Regions from separate parts of the Acanthopagrus latus genome. Here region 1 is linked to region 2. The links are chromatin contacts, called in public Hi-C maps. All regions are on one chromosome and are shown on one strand. Each heading gives the region's core, a stretch centred on a gene start, on an enhancer-like site or on the middle of the called end of the contact. The rest is flanking DNA. Distances are from core to core; before and after follow the strand shown. Region 1 holds the start of LOC119032169 (zinc finger protein 14-like). Region 2 holds the start of LOC119032171 (ankyrin repeat and BTB/POZ domain-containing protein BTBD11-A).

Evidence for each region. A called contact is a pair of places that touch in the nucleus more often than the background predicts.
Region 1: a Hi-C map of liver shows a contact between it and region 2, with 3 times the contacts expected there. The contact joins the promoter of LOC119032169 here to the promoter of LOC119032171 in region 2. A contact is called at or near these places in 4 of 4 Hi-C or Micro-C datasets (liver and muscle).

What each region holds. Positions count from the first base shown.
Region 1 is chr14:18,028,113-18,034,172 of fAcaLat1.1, forward strand. LOC119032169 (zinc finger protein 14-like) reads left to right here and starts at 4,363. Exons shown (of 7, transcript XM_037121051.1): 1 at 4,363-4,683. The coding sequence starts at 4,656. The region is part of intron 8 of LOC119032215 (a long non-coding RNA gene); the gene reads left to right. LOC119032171 (ankyrin repeat and BTB/POZ domain-containing protein BTBD11-A) reads left to right here. Exons shown (of 17, transcript XM_037121057.1): 17 at 1-1,440.
Region 2 is chr14:17,848,494-17,854,565 of fAcaLat1.1, forward strand. It overlaps LOC119032171 (ankyrin repeat and BTB/POZ domain-containing protein BTBD11-A), which reads left to right and starts at 1,406. Exons shown (of 17, transcript XM_037121057.1): 1 at 1,406-2,270. The coding sequence starts at 1,406. The region is part of intron 8 of LOC119032215 (a long non-coding RNA gene); the gene reads left to right.

The sequences.
Region 1 (6,060 bases), core at 3,113-5,612, 180 kb after region 2:
TACTGAAGCCAAAACAAGAAGAGAAAATATAATAGAGAAATATAAAAAAAATCCTTAGAATGAGACAAATTATGTCCAAATCTGCTGGATTAAACTGAAAACTGAAAAGAGAGATTAAAGCATTAATGGCTAATAAACAACATGTTTGGTTGTCTCGGGTGTTTGAGCTTCTCGTGTGGCTTCAGCACAAAGATGAGTCGTTTCATGTCTGAACAGTTGTGTCTCTAATCACCTCAACGCCTGTTGGAACTTCAACCATTTTTGTTCCACGTGATTGCACACACACACACCTCCTCTCCAGGTGTGTGTATGTGTGTGTGTTAGATAATCAGTTCTGACAGGACCAAACGTTTAAAAACCCCGACACTCATCGTCCAGCTGCAGCCCTGATGTTTAAACGATGCACGCTCCCTCAGAAAAGGGTCAAAACTTGAATAAAACCCCTCGAACTCAGACGCAGTTTATCTCAACTCAAGAGGAAAACACGAGACGAACAGCTGATTTCATGAATGTAAAGCTGAATATTTACAGGATGTGCAGCTTTTGTCCAGCAGTGAACCAAATCGAGGACGCTTCTCTCTGTCAGCGATGCAAAATGTCTCTCGCGCTCTGTGACGTTCGTCTCCAACACGAATCCGACCGTCACCTTCAGATACGAGACGAATCTCACGACGTAGCACCAAGAAAAATTCCTTCAACATTTGTTTCTGGGGCCACAAACACACAAACACTTTAAGAGACGCGTGACGGCGTACAAGAAGCCGGGCTTTAAGTTCTGTAAATAGTTACAGAAAGTTCAGATAAACAGTAGATACGATCCTACGACTTTATTTTCTTACCGACACACATAGCACTATATATTTTATTTTACATTCCACAGCTATTTTGTTTTACAAAAGTGAAAAAGATTATATAAAAAAGACGCTTTAACATTTTTTGAAAAAAATCGAGCAATATTTCCATGCCAGACAAGGACGAACACGCCGCAGGATGTGAAAGACACATAATATAGAATATATATATGCGAAGAGTGACTGAAAGAAAGGCCTGAATATATTATTTTTGTTGGTGTTTTTTTTTCTTCTTTTAAAAAGGATATTTCAAACACACAGCCTGTTGATTTTTACCCCAACACGATTTAATGATCCCACCGACATCTTCATCCTCGCATCATGTTTGATTCATCTCACATTTCCTACGTTCAAAATTAAAATTGAAAAAAAAAAAGGTGGAAAATGTAACTCGAAGATGCAAAAAAAAACAAAAAAAAAAAAACAGGTTTCATCTCCGCGGAGGTGAAAAAGATTCTTAATGATGTCAAAGCACTTTTCCCCGTGCCAGTGTTACTGTAGCCTCACACAATCAAAAGCATTAGTATGTCACCAGTGAGCTTGAAGTTTCAGTCTTATCAGAGCTGGATATGGCGGTAGAATAAGAGAAGAAGAAAAAAAAAAAGACTTTAACTCATCTCTGTTTTTTCTTTTTATTATTAGTCTTAATGTGATGCCGTTAGCAGGAGGCTAACTTTAGCTTGCCCTGTTCTGGCGCTTTTGATTCGACAAACTGGGTCAAACCCATTAGAGTAAGTGTCAGTTTCGCATGGCTCTTCTTGTTTAATGTTGTTGAGAATGTGCTTTGTACACCAGCTTTCTGTCTAACTGAGACTCTCCCCCACTTTAATTTGTCCGAGCATTTATTTGCCTGCATATTTGTTCCTGGTAATAAAACAAACATTTCTCCTAGACGCAGTGGAAACATGCATGGGATGTTCACTAGACTTGGACTCCACGGGGCGGGGGAGGGGAGGGGAGGGGAGGGACTTTTGCTATTATTTTTCCTTTGATGAGAACATGTATATTGTACAAAATATATATATATATGAAATATAAATTATACATGGTGTGAGAAGCAGGGATGTGGTGGAGTATAACAACATAAAGGAATGTTACACTCGTGCTGCAGTTTCTGTGGTTCCATGACATGCTTTTGTGGACAGCTAATAAACGACCAGAGTTTAAACCGTATGAAGGAAGTTTTTTTGTTTCACTTGTTTTTTTTTTTCAGGAATGGTAAGAAATTATATCCACAGCTCAGATTTTGGTAAAATCCAGAGGATGAAAACTTCTTTGTGCTTGTACCAAATCCTTTAGTTTGATGATAAAATACCTTAAAAATGAATGTTATTCCATCATAGCTGTTGTGTTTACAGCTGCAGTGTGACTGTTTAGCGCTTTAGCAAATGTTAGCATGCTAACAGGAAACTGCAAATAGTGGATTAAAGGAGAAATCATTTATAACCAGTGAAAAACTGATAATTTCTCATGTGAACTGGAATATATCATTTTATATATGATTTTAAAAAAGAAATGTAGATAATTTTGCTGTTTTGAAGATTTCTGAGAAAATGAAAGATTTAACCAATATTATGCATTTTCCCAAGCAGCTGACCTGGAAGGATACGGCTGAGAATATTCAACAAATTCATAAAAAAAAAATGTAAAACCCAAAAACAATGGTCACAGTCCAGCACTTAAAACTTTTTAAATACTTGTCCAAGACTCAACTCTCTTCGTTCCTTCTAAAACCTAAGACTCACATTTCTTATCAGCCTCTCTGGTTTCCTCTTGTGATATCAATTCTCCTGAATTTCTCCCGATTCCTTCTTTTCCTCTTTCTGTCATCAGAAACTTTGTCTTGCACTCTGGCGTCCTGTACCGTCGCGTCTCGTCCTCCTCAGGGAGCGACAGATGTGTCCTGAAAAGAGATCCCAGCTCATGTAAAGTTTTAAAGCAGAGGGTTTGTAGTGTCACATTTTTCTTTTCGACGCCAGCTTCAGTCACCATGGAGAGGCTGACAGCAGGTCAGTGGTATACACAGGCTCTGAAGGCAAGACGACGACTGAATCAGTGACTAAAAACTAAATGAATGTAAGTTTATGTCAGAGATTCACGATAGTGATATGACAGATGTGACAGCTGATAGTTACTAAACACTGAATCATTCTGAAGGTCTAAACTCTGATTATGTGTTTTCTAACATTATGTAAACAGCTTTGTTTTATTTTTATGTGCTGGTGCTGGAAATAATTCTTCTTCACAAGGACGCTGCATCGTCTGCTGGATGAAGATGTGACAGACCTGGCTGCAGCCCAGCAGCCGGGTGTTTTATCGATCCCTTTACTGCGAGCGGGGAAATGATTCAAGGTACTTAAAGTCGTGAAAGCTCCCTCACAAAGCCAACGGACTGTCTGCAGTCAGACTGATAATGAAATACAAGGTCGTAAAGAGTCTGGAGCTCAGTTTGGCTGGGATTCCTATTTTTCAGGGGGGGATTCTCCACAGGAACACACTGCACCAAACAACCAGCACTTACATCACTATAGTCTTTAGTGCAATTATGCAAAAATTACCCCCCCAAAAATGTATTTTTCTCAGCTCCTCCAGTGTGAATAATTTCTGTTTTCTTTGATATTAGATATCAAACTGAATATCTTTGGGTTTTGAACCATAATACAACATTTCAATATGTCAGCTGGACTGTGGAGAGGGCCACTTTTCATACCCGTTTGAAATTTACAGACCAATTAATCTACATTTAATCAGGAAAAAATTAGTAAATAAGGCAAATAATTGTAAGCTGCAGCCATAATGTAGCTGATAATATCTCTTATGAGGGTTATCACAAATGATAATAATCACTGAGTCCATAAACTTGGGGTCAATTTTCACTTCATGACTTATTTAATAGTTTTGTTTACCAAAAGGAAGGCTAAAGGAAAACGAGAATACAAAAATTTGTAATATTCTTTATTGAACAAAGGCACAAACAGTTTGACAATTAAGAAAACATAGAGCAAAATTCACTCAATCAAGCAAATTACAAGAAGCCAGGCGGCCACCATAAATGAGGAGGGATGTGTAAAAAAAAAAAAAAAAAAAACAGATCATAATTTGTAAATTCATAAATTACAGACTTTACAGGCAACACAGTTTTTATGTCCTTCTTGTTGTGACAAAAGTCAAAAGTCTTCAAACATGTTTTCAACAACCAGTTTCTTCACACGATCTTTAAAAACTTTGTAAAATACAGTAAAAAAAAAACTGGGTCTTTTTGCCACTAAACTTGCATTTATGTATGTAGAATTCTACCAGGATCATAATTTTTTCCAAGTATTTAATCAAAATTAAAGAATCCAAATATAACATGTTCATAAAATAATGCAAAATCTTTGGAAAATGTTTGACAATAATATTGTTGTGTTTGGGCTCAGTTCCTAAAACAGCCTCCAGGGGGCAGTGATAACCAGACGAGCTTCATGGAGGCCTGAAAACCACCAGGCGAAGAAGAAGAACACGTTCCCTTGACAGGAAATCCTAAAGTTGGCCAAATTATCAAACTATTCCGCTAGTTTTGTTCACTTTAATTAACAGAATATGTCTTAACAAGTCGTACGAACCAGACGTGAACCTCCAGCAGATCGCTGCTGCCGAGTGAAGCCAGATAAACACTTTATTCTCGGCGCCTGCGCACTGAAACGGACAGAATATCGAGCCGCCCTTCCTCCCCGCCAACTTGCACCGCAGGGTCGGGCGGACGTCGACTCACAACAACCCCGAGTTCATTTACCAGCCTGTCTGGATATCCTCCGTGGCAAAATGGAGAGCCCACATCGCACCGAAAACGGTAAGCCAAGAAGAACTGAAACACGCCTCACCCGTCGAGAGTTATGGGGTTTTCTTTTGGATTGTGTGCGCACGATTCTGAACATGGCGTACCCCGCTCTGAGATGGCGGTGGCTTTGTGCTACGTTACAGCGGGCTGATGTGTACGGTGGTTATTGGAAGGAGCGTCACAGCAGCCAAGCTAGCTAGCAAGTTAGCTCATCCAAACTTACACTTTGTCGCGACAGAAAGGACTTAAAGGTTCAGATAGCATCAGCTAGCTAACTGTCGCTTATTAGCAGCTGATGATGAGATATGTGGCGGTTGACAGGATGCTGCCTTCAAGGGCTTCAGCTGAAACGGCTAACATAGCAAGTGGCTAAAAACAAAGATACAGGACGACTAACCTTAACGTCCGAGTGAAGGGTTATCATAGAAGCACATAGAAAACAAATTTCCTAAATAGAAACGCCAAAATTTAAGTAATGTCATTCCAAAACAGTCATTTTTCAACAACCTGGATGCAGCTCAGAAAGTCACGACTACAGCAGCCATGTTTACCACTTTGTTGGGGTAAGTCGTAATTACGACACAGTTGCGAGACCCTGAAGGCAACCGTGGCCAGGTTGGAAGAGGTGGAGTGTAGCTGGGCTGCTGACACAGAGACCACTGACCCGCCAGAGACCGCTGACCCGCCAGAGACCACTGACCCGCCAGAGACCACAAGACCCACCAGAGACCACTGACCCGCCAGAGACCGCTGACCCACCTGAGACCACTGACCCGCCAGAGACCACAAGACCCACCTGAGACCACTGACCCGCCAGAGACCACAAGACCCACCAGAGACCACAAGACCCACCAGAGACCACTGACCCGCCAGAGACCGCTGACCCACCAGAGACCACTGACCCGCCAGAGACCACAAGACCCGCCAGAGACCGCTGACCCACCAGAGACCACTGACCCGCCAGAGACCGCTGACCCACCAGAGACCACTGACCCGCCAGAGACCGCTGACCCACCAGAGACCACAAGAGCCACCAGAGACCACTGACCCACCAGAGACCACAAGAGCCACCAGGGACCACAAGAGCCACCAGAGTTCACTGAATCACCAATGACCCCAAAGACCTGACCATCACTGTCTGTCAGATAGTTGTATTGTATTATAATTAGATAGCAACTGTTAGATGGTTTTGTTTGGAAATATGATGGAAAGTGCTGCAAAATGGCAATTAGCCCAACAGTCATTATTTCAGAGGATACTCAGATGAAATAGTAGATATCCCCAAGTAAATGTGTTTACAACCCCTAATAATTAATAAACCAGTTGGCCGATGTTATCAGCTGATACTGGCCTTTCACAGATGTATGGTATCAACATAAGCTGTCCTGC
Region 2 (6,072 bases), core at 156-2,655:
AGATAAACTGCACAGCGAGCGTCTCCCACAGACACAGAGCTGCTGCGATTATGTGGTGAGACGTGTGGATGGAAATGAAAGGAGATTAAACAACCGCATGACCTGAAGTTACCGAGAGGGAAGAAGAATAGAACTGTGCTGTGGACGTCTGGGTCTCCTCTCATCTCTGTCACAGCGTGGGCTGTTTCCTATGGAAGCTCATGTCTGACAGCTAAACATCAACAACAGGATGAAAAATAAGCTTGATTAAAAAAAAAGTCAGAATTATGAGATTATTAAATGTCACGATTATGAGATCTGAAATACTAAATAAATAGTCATGATTATCAGGTACAAAATTAAATTATGAGATAAAAAGACATAATTCTGATGTAGAATTTCAGATTATGATTTAAAAAAAGTCATAAATAGGAGATAAAATGTTTAAATGATGAGATCATAAATGAATATTACAATATATATATATAAATTATATTTTAAGATAAAAAAGTCATAACTACGAGATGAATAATTGTATTTGTGTCAAATAGTTGAAATTGTGACAACAGAAGACCACATAATTATATGAAAATGAAAAATTATGAGATAAAAAGTCACAATCATCAGATGAAAATCGAAATTACGAAATACAAAAGTCATTACTATGAGATTAAAAGTCATACATATTAAATATAAAGTCATAAATATTAGCTATAAAGTGAAAATAATTAGACAGAAATGTCATAATATAAAAAGTCAACGTTACAACAGAAAAAATGAATCTTTCCCCTCATATTTGGGGATTTAAAATTAGATTATTGTTGTTTTTTAATTTCTTTCTTTTTTTTTAAGTCTTCATTATTTCTCTTCCTTTCCTGGCTTCCATACAAATGGTCTGTAAATAATAAATAAAGCAGAGTAAACAGCGGGATGACCTGTAGTTTCTGAACATCAGATGAATCTGCTGCTTGTGTCTCATTGCTTCACTTCACGTCTCCTCTTGTCATTGGGCCTTACGTGGTTCCGCGTCTGTGGTTCTGCAGCTCTGTTCCAGCCGCACCAGGTGGAGAGCAGCAGCCAGGTTGTGTGGTGTGTCACTCACAGCTGGCGCAGACGCTGATTGGCTGCTGGCTGCCCGCGGGGCTGCAGGCTCCTCCTCCTCTCCGAGCGGAGTCCTGCCCGTGCTGCGCTTGTTGCAGCGTGAGCGCGGAGGCTCTGTGCGCTCTCGGGTTACGCGTCTGAAGTTGTGTTCAGGAGGATATCGGAGACATCCAGGCGCTCAGAGGAAGGAAAGTAGAGGCTCACTGTGCGTCGTTTTCACTCTTTACGCGGGGAAATACAATTACGCGCTCGGGGGACGAGGAGGAGACGAGTTTGTGGCATTTAACTGGGAAACCAAGCATACCCAACAGTATGCGGTGCAGTTATGGCAGGCAAGGGTAAGACAGTCGTGAGGACGCTGGAGGATTTAACGCTTGATTCTGGTTATGGTGGAGCCGCGGACTCGGTCAGGTCGTCCAGCGTGTCGCTGTGCTGCTCCGACACGCATCAGTCCGTCTCGCATGGGGGCAACTGCTGGCATCTGACCGAATCCATGCACAGCCGACAGAACAGTTTGGACACCGTCAACACCGTCCTGGCGGAGGACACGGAGATACTGGAGTGCTCGGGTCAGTGCGCCAAGCTGCCCGAGCTGGAGGACGTGCCATGGAGCCTCGGCGAGGTGGAGTGCGCACTGAGGAAAGACGAGGAGCTGATGGTGGGCAACCCGCCGCCGGAGGTCCTGGCGCGGCTGTCCGCCCTCATCAGCCGCGCGCTGGTGAGGGTGGCCCGGGAGGCGCAGCGGCTCAGCCTGCGCTACGCCAAGTGCACCAAGCACGAGATCCAGAGCGCCATCAAGGTGGTGCTCTCATGGACCATCTCCGTCAACTGCATCACGGCGGCCCTCAGCGCCCTGTCCCTCTACAACATGAGCACCGGGGACAAGTTCAGCCGCGGCAAGTCGGAGCGCTGCGGGCTGGTGTTCTCCGTGGGGAAGTTCTTCAGGTGGATGGTGGATAGCCGGGTGGCGCTCAGGATCCACGAGCACGCTGCCATATACCTCACCGCGTGCATGGAGAGCCTGTTCAGAGAGGTGTTCAGCCGCGTCCTGCGCAGCGCGCTGGTGGAGAGGGACAACGGGATCCCCAAGTTTACGCTGGAGTCACTGGAGCAAGCCATCAACAACGACTCGGAGGTGTGGGGGCTGCTGCAGCACTACCAGCACCTCATCTGTGGGAAGAATTCAAGCGGTAAGACACGACAGAGAGAAATCAGTGATTGAATGGCCACATGTCATATCCAGTTTCCCCCCTGAAACCAGCCGAGAAACACCTTCATTCCACATGTTAGCAGATTTATCCAGGAACAGGTGGCTGCTTCAGACGCAAACATGCACCTTCATGTCCAGAGTTTCTCATTTTCTTCACAGTTTTGAACCTGAGAAGCTTCTTTTGTCAGAGGGCACAGTGACAATATCAATACAATAATCTGACTCACATTTAAACTGTTATGAGGCTTATGTGACTGCAAACATGTGCTGAGTACATCTGCCAGCTCTCAGTTCACTGTCACAGCGGGGGGCTTTTCTATGGAGGCCCATTTCTGACAGCAAGTGATACAAAAAACAAGATGAGAAATAAGCTTGATTAAAAAAAATGCTACTGAATGTCATAATTATGGGACAAAAGTCAGAATTATGAAATAAAAAGTCATAAATAATTAGATGAAAATGCTGAATTTAAGATAAAAAGTCAAAATCTGTGATAAAAAGCTAACTTTATGATGTAAAATGTAAAATAAATCTAAAATTCATGCGATCAAAGTCAATATCTGAGATTAAAAGTCACAAATATGCGATAAATAGTTTCAATTATAAGATTAAAAAAATAATTATGAGATAATAAGTCAAAATTGTGTGATAAGTCAAAATGATTAGATAGAAAGTCATAATTTAAGATAAAAAGTCATAATTATTAGACAAAAGTCAGAATTATCAGATAAAAAGTCATAATTTTCAGTTAAAAATGTGAAATTATGAGACAAAAGTCAAAATTCTGAAATAGAAAGTCAAAAAATAATTAGACAAAAATTCACATTTATGAGTTAAATTGTCAAAATGATGAGATAAGAAGCAGAAACTAAGATAAAATGAGTCATTTCGACTTGTAAATATTGTTTCTGGATGTTATTTGGGATTTGTTTCCTGAGTTCGTTCCCTCCTGACAGTGCTGGATATTAATCACCGGGCTCAGACCTCCGACACCAGAACGCTCTCAGTTTCAAAGCCGTGCGGAGCTTCAGTCTGAACAGGTATTTAGTCCTGAGCGACTTCAAACAGCTCCTGCTTTCTCGAAGCTGCTGTGTTCCCACGTGAAGAATGTGGCTGCTAATGAGTGTTTATGTGCGAGTGGTGAGTCGTGACGGTGCCGGAGAGCAGGGTTTGTGTTTATATCGTGTGTTTGCTGGCCTGGTTGGCAAAGCTATTACCGTCTCACTCCAGAAGGTGTAAGCTGTCAGTGTGGGCAGGCCCTCTCTTATCCAAAAGCCCTGAATGAGTTGGCTCCGACTACAAAGCAGAAGGGACTCGAAATGTTATGTCTTTAAAACGCGAGGGCCAACTGAAGTCTGAAAATATCGTGGTGCAGCTAATTTGTTGTAGCACGATTGTTTTCCTCGCAGATAGAAAGTTAGTCGAGGTGAACAACAAAGATGCTGAGAGGAATTTGGTGCAGCTTGGAAAGATTGTTCCAGAAGCTCTGAGATAGAAGATTGTGTCATTAATCCAGTTTTCCCTCTCACAGCAGACTCTTTTCTATAATCCTAGACCCTTTAGCCTCCGTCGTATACAACAAAAAACGTAGGTCTAATGTAATTAGTCGACTGATTGATGATTTAGATTGACATTTTAATGTTTCAAGCTTCCTCTTACATAATCACAAACTGAAAGATCGTTGGATTGAGAAATTAACCATCATTCGGTCTGTAAAATGTCAAAAACTATTGAGAAACATGTTACTTGTTGACGATAGCACCTGGAAAGATAAACTGATGGTGAGGAATTTCATTGAAATCTCATGCAACAGGTTATTTTCCATGACCCTTTAGTCTCTGGTAAACAAACAACTAGTCCATCAACTGATGACTTTACATGGTCATGAGGCAAATTTCAATCAAAAATGGAAGACATCTTTCTGACACAAGCTTCTCAGATGTCAACATTTGCTGCATGTTCTCAGAAAAAAACAACTTTCAACTGTAATGTTAAAAAGAGTGATAACAAATTCCCTTCCTTCAGATCCACACCAAAAGTTAATTGGGGTCCATTCTGGGTCGGGACCCTTCCTCCATCTGAGTTTGGTGGAAATCTGTTCAGTAGTTTTTTGTGTCATTCTGCTCACAAACCAACAAACGCTACAACAAACAAATGATTTCTAGCAAAGGAAGCAAAAAATGCCAAACATTTTGTTTTTTCAAACATCTCAGATGTGAATATTTTCTTTCCTCTTACATCATCATAACCTGAACGTCCTCCAGTTTGGACTGTTGGTCTCACAACACAAAGATGTTACCTTGAGCTCAAAAAAAAACAACTTCACCAGAACCACGATTAACATTTTTCACTCAACAATAATCCCTGCAGCCCAGTTCTGACTGTAGTAGTTCTACTAGTAGAACAGCGGTCAGTAGAGCGTATACCTCCGCCAAGTCCCAACAGCCCCCTTTCGATAACAGCCATCTCAGTAGGCCAGAGGTCTTTCATCTGAGAAACGAATGAAAATGTCATGAAAACAGCCCATTTCATGATATTAAAGAAATAAACTCCTGGATCTGTCTATTCTGGGTCGAGGCCCTTCCTCCATCTGAGTCCTGCTCAGAAATCAACCTCAACAAAAGCACGGGGGTGAAAACATCACCTCCTTGGCAGCAGGCAGGTACAGAAGTCGAGCTTGTCGGATGTGAATATTTGCTGCATCGTCCTCGTTTTACATCGTCATGAACTGAACATCTTCCAGTTTGTGCTGCCGGCTGCACAACAGAAAAGATGTTACCTTGTGCATGAAAATGCCACCTCCGAAATGATGATGATGAAGTGTGAAGAGTCTTACTAATATCGAGAAAAATGCGGATCACGTCCTCCTCGTGTATTCTTTTGTCGGACCAGCAGCTCCTAACAAAAAAACTTTCAGTCTACAGTCACGTGAGGAGCAGTTTCAGACGCCAGAACCAGAAAATGCATCTGAAACGATAAACTGATTATCACAACAGTTGATTCTTTTTCTGCCAACCGAGCGACTGATTTATCGACTATTTGTTGCAGCTTTAAACAGACATTTTCCTCTCTGTCACCCTTTAATCCCCTCGTCCGTCCTCTCAAACCTCTCTCCCCGTCTGACGCTGATATTTGGCCCTGCTGCTCTGCCTGGAAAATTGCAGCAGAGGAACAGGTACTTTCTCTGTAGACGGCGTGCAGAGCCGAGCGTTCATCCCCCTCCACTCCCGCCCCGTGGAACGCATCATTTCCTGATGGTGCAGAGGAGGCTGCAATTTGCACTCGCACAAAAAAAAAAAGAAAAAAAAAGCAGCGTGATGTCATTCTGTGACAGTTAGGGCAGGCAGAAAAATGTGGGGATTTAAAAACGTGCAACCCACAATTTCCTTTTGAGAAGAAGAAGACAGATTGAATAGTCAGTCCTGCAGAATCACCGACATGTTAATCAGTAACACTCGCGCGTCTGTCGTTCCCTTTGTCCTCTCGGTGGTTGTTTGGTTTCTGGAGCTTTTTGCCAACCAGGAACGGTAATGAGAACGTGTAGGGAGAGATTCTTCTCTGTAAGAAATGTGGTCTCTCGCTCAAAATTTCACCTGCAGAACAAAAAGCAGTGCAGCACATAATGAGTAAATCCAGGTTGCTCTGCACTCCCACTGACCGTACGTGACAGCCTGCCTGCACCGAGTAACGAGCTGAGCTAAACGGAGCCGTTTCTACTCTCCCTTTGTTTTCACGCTGATGTCTGACCTGTACGTTCTGATTATTTCTTACCTAGAATAGAG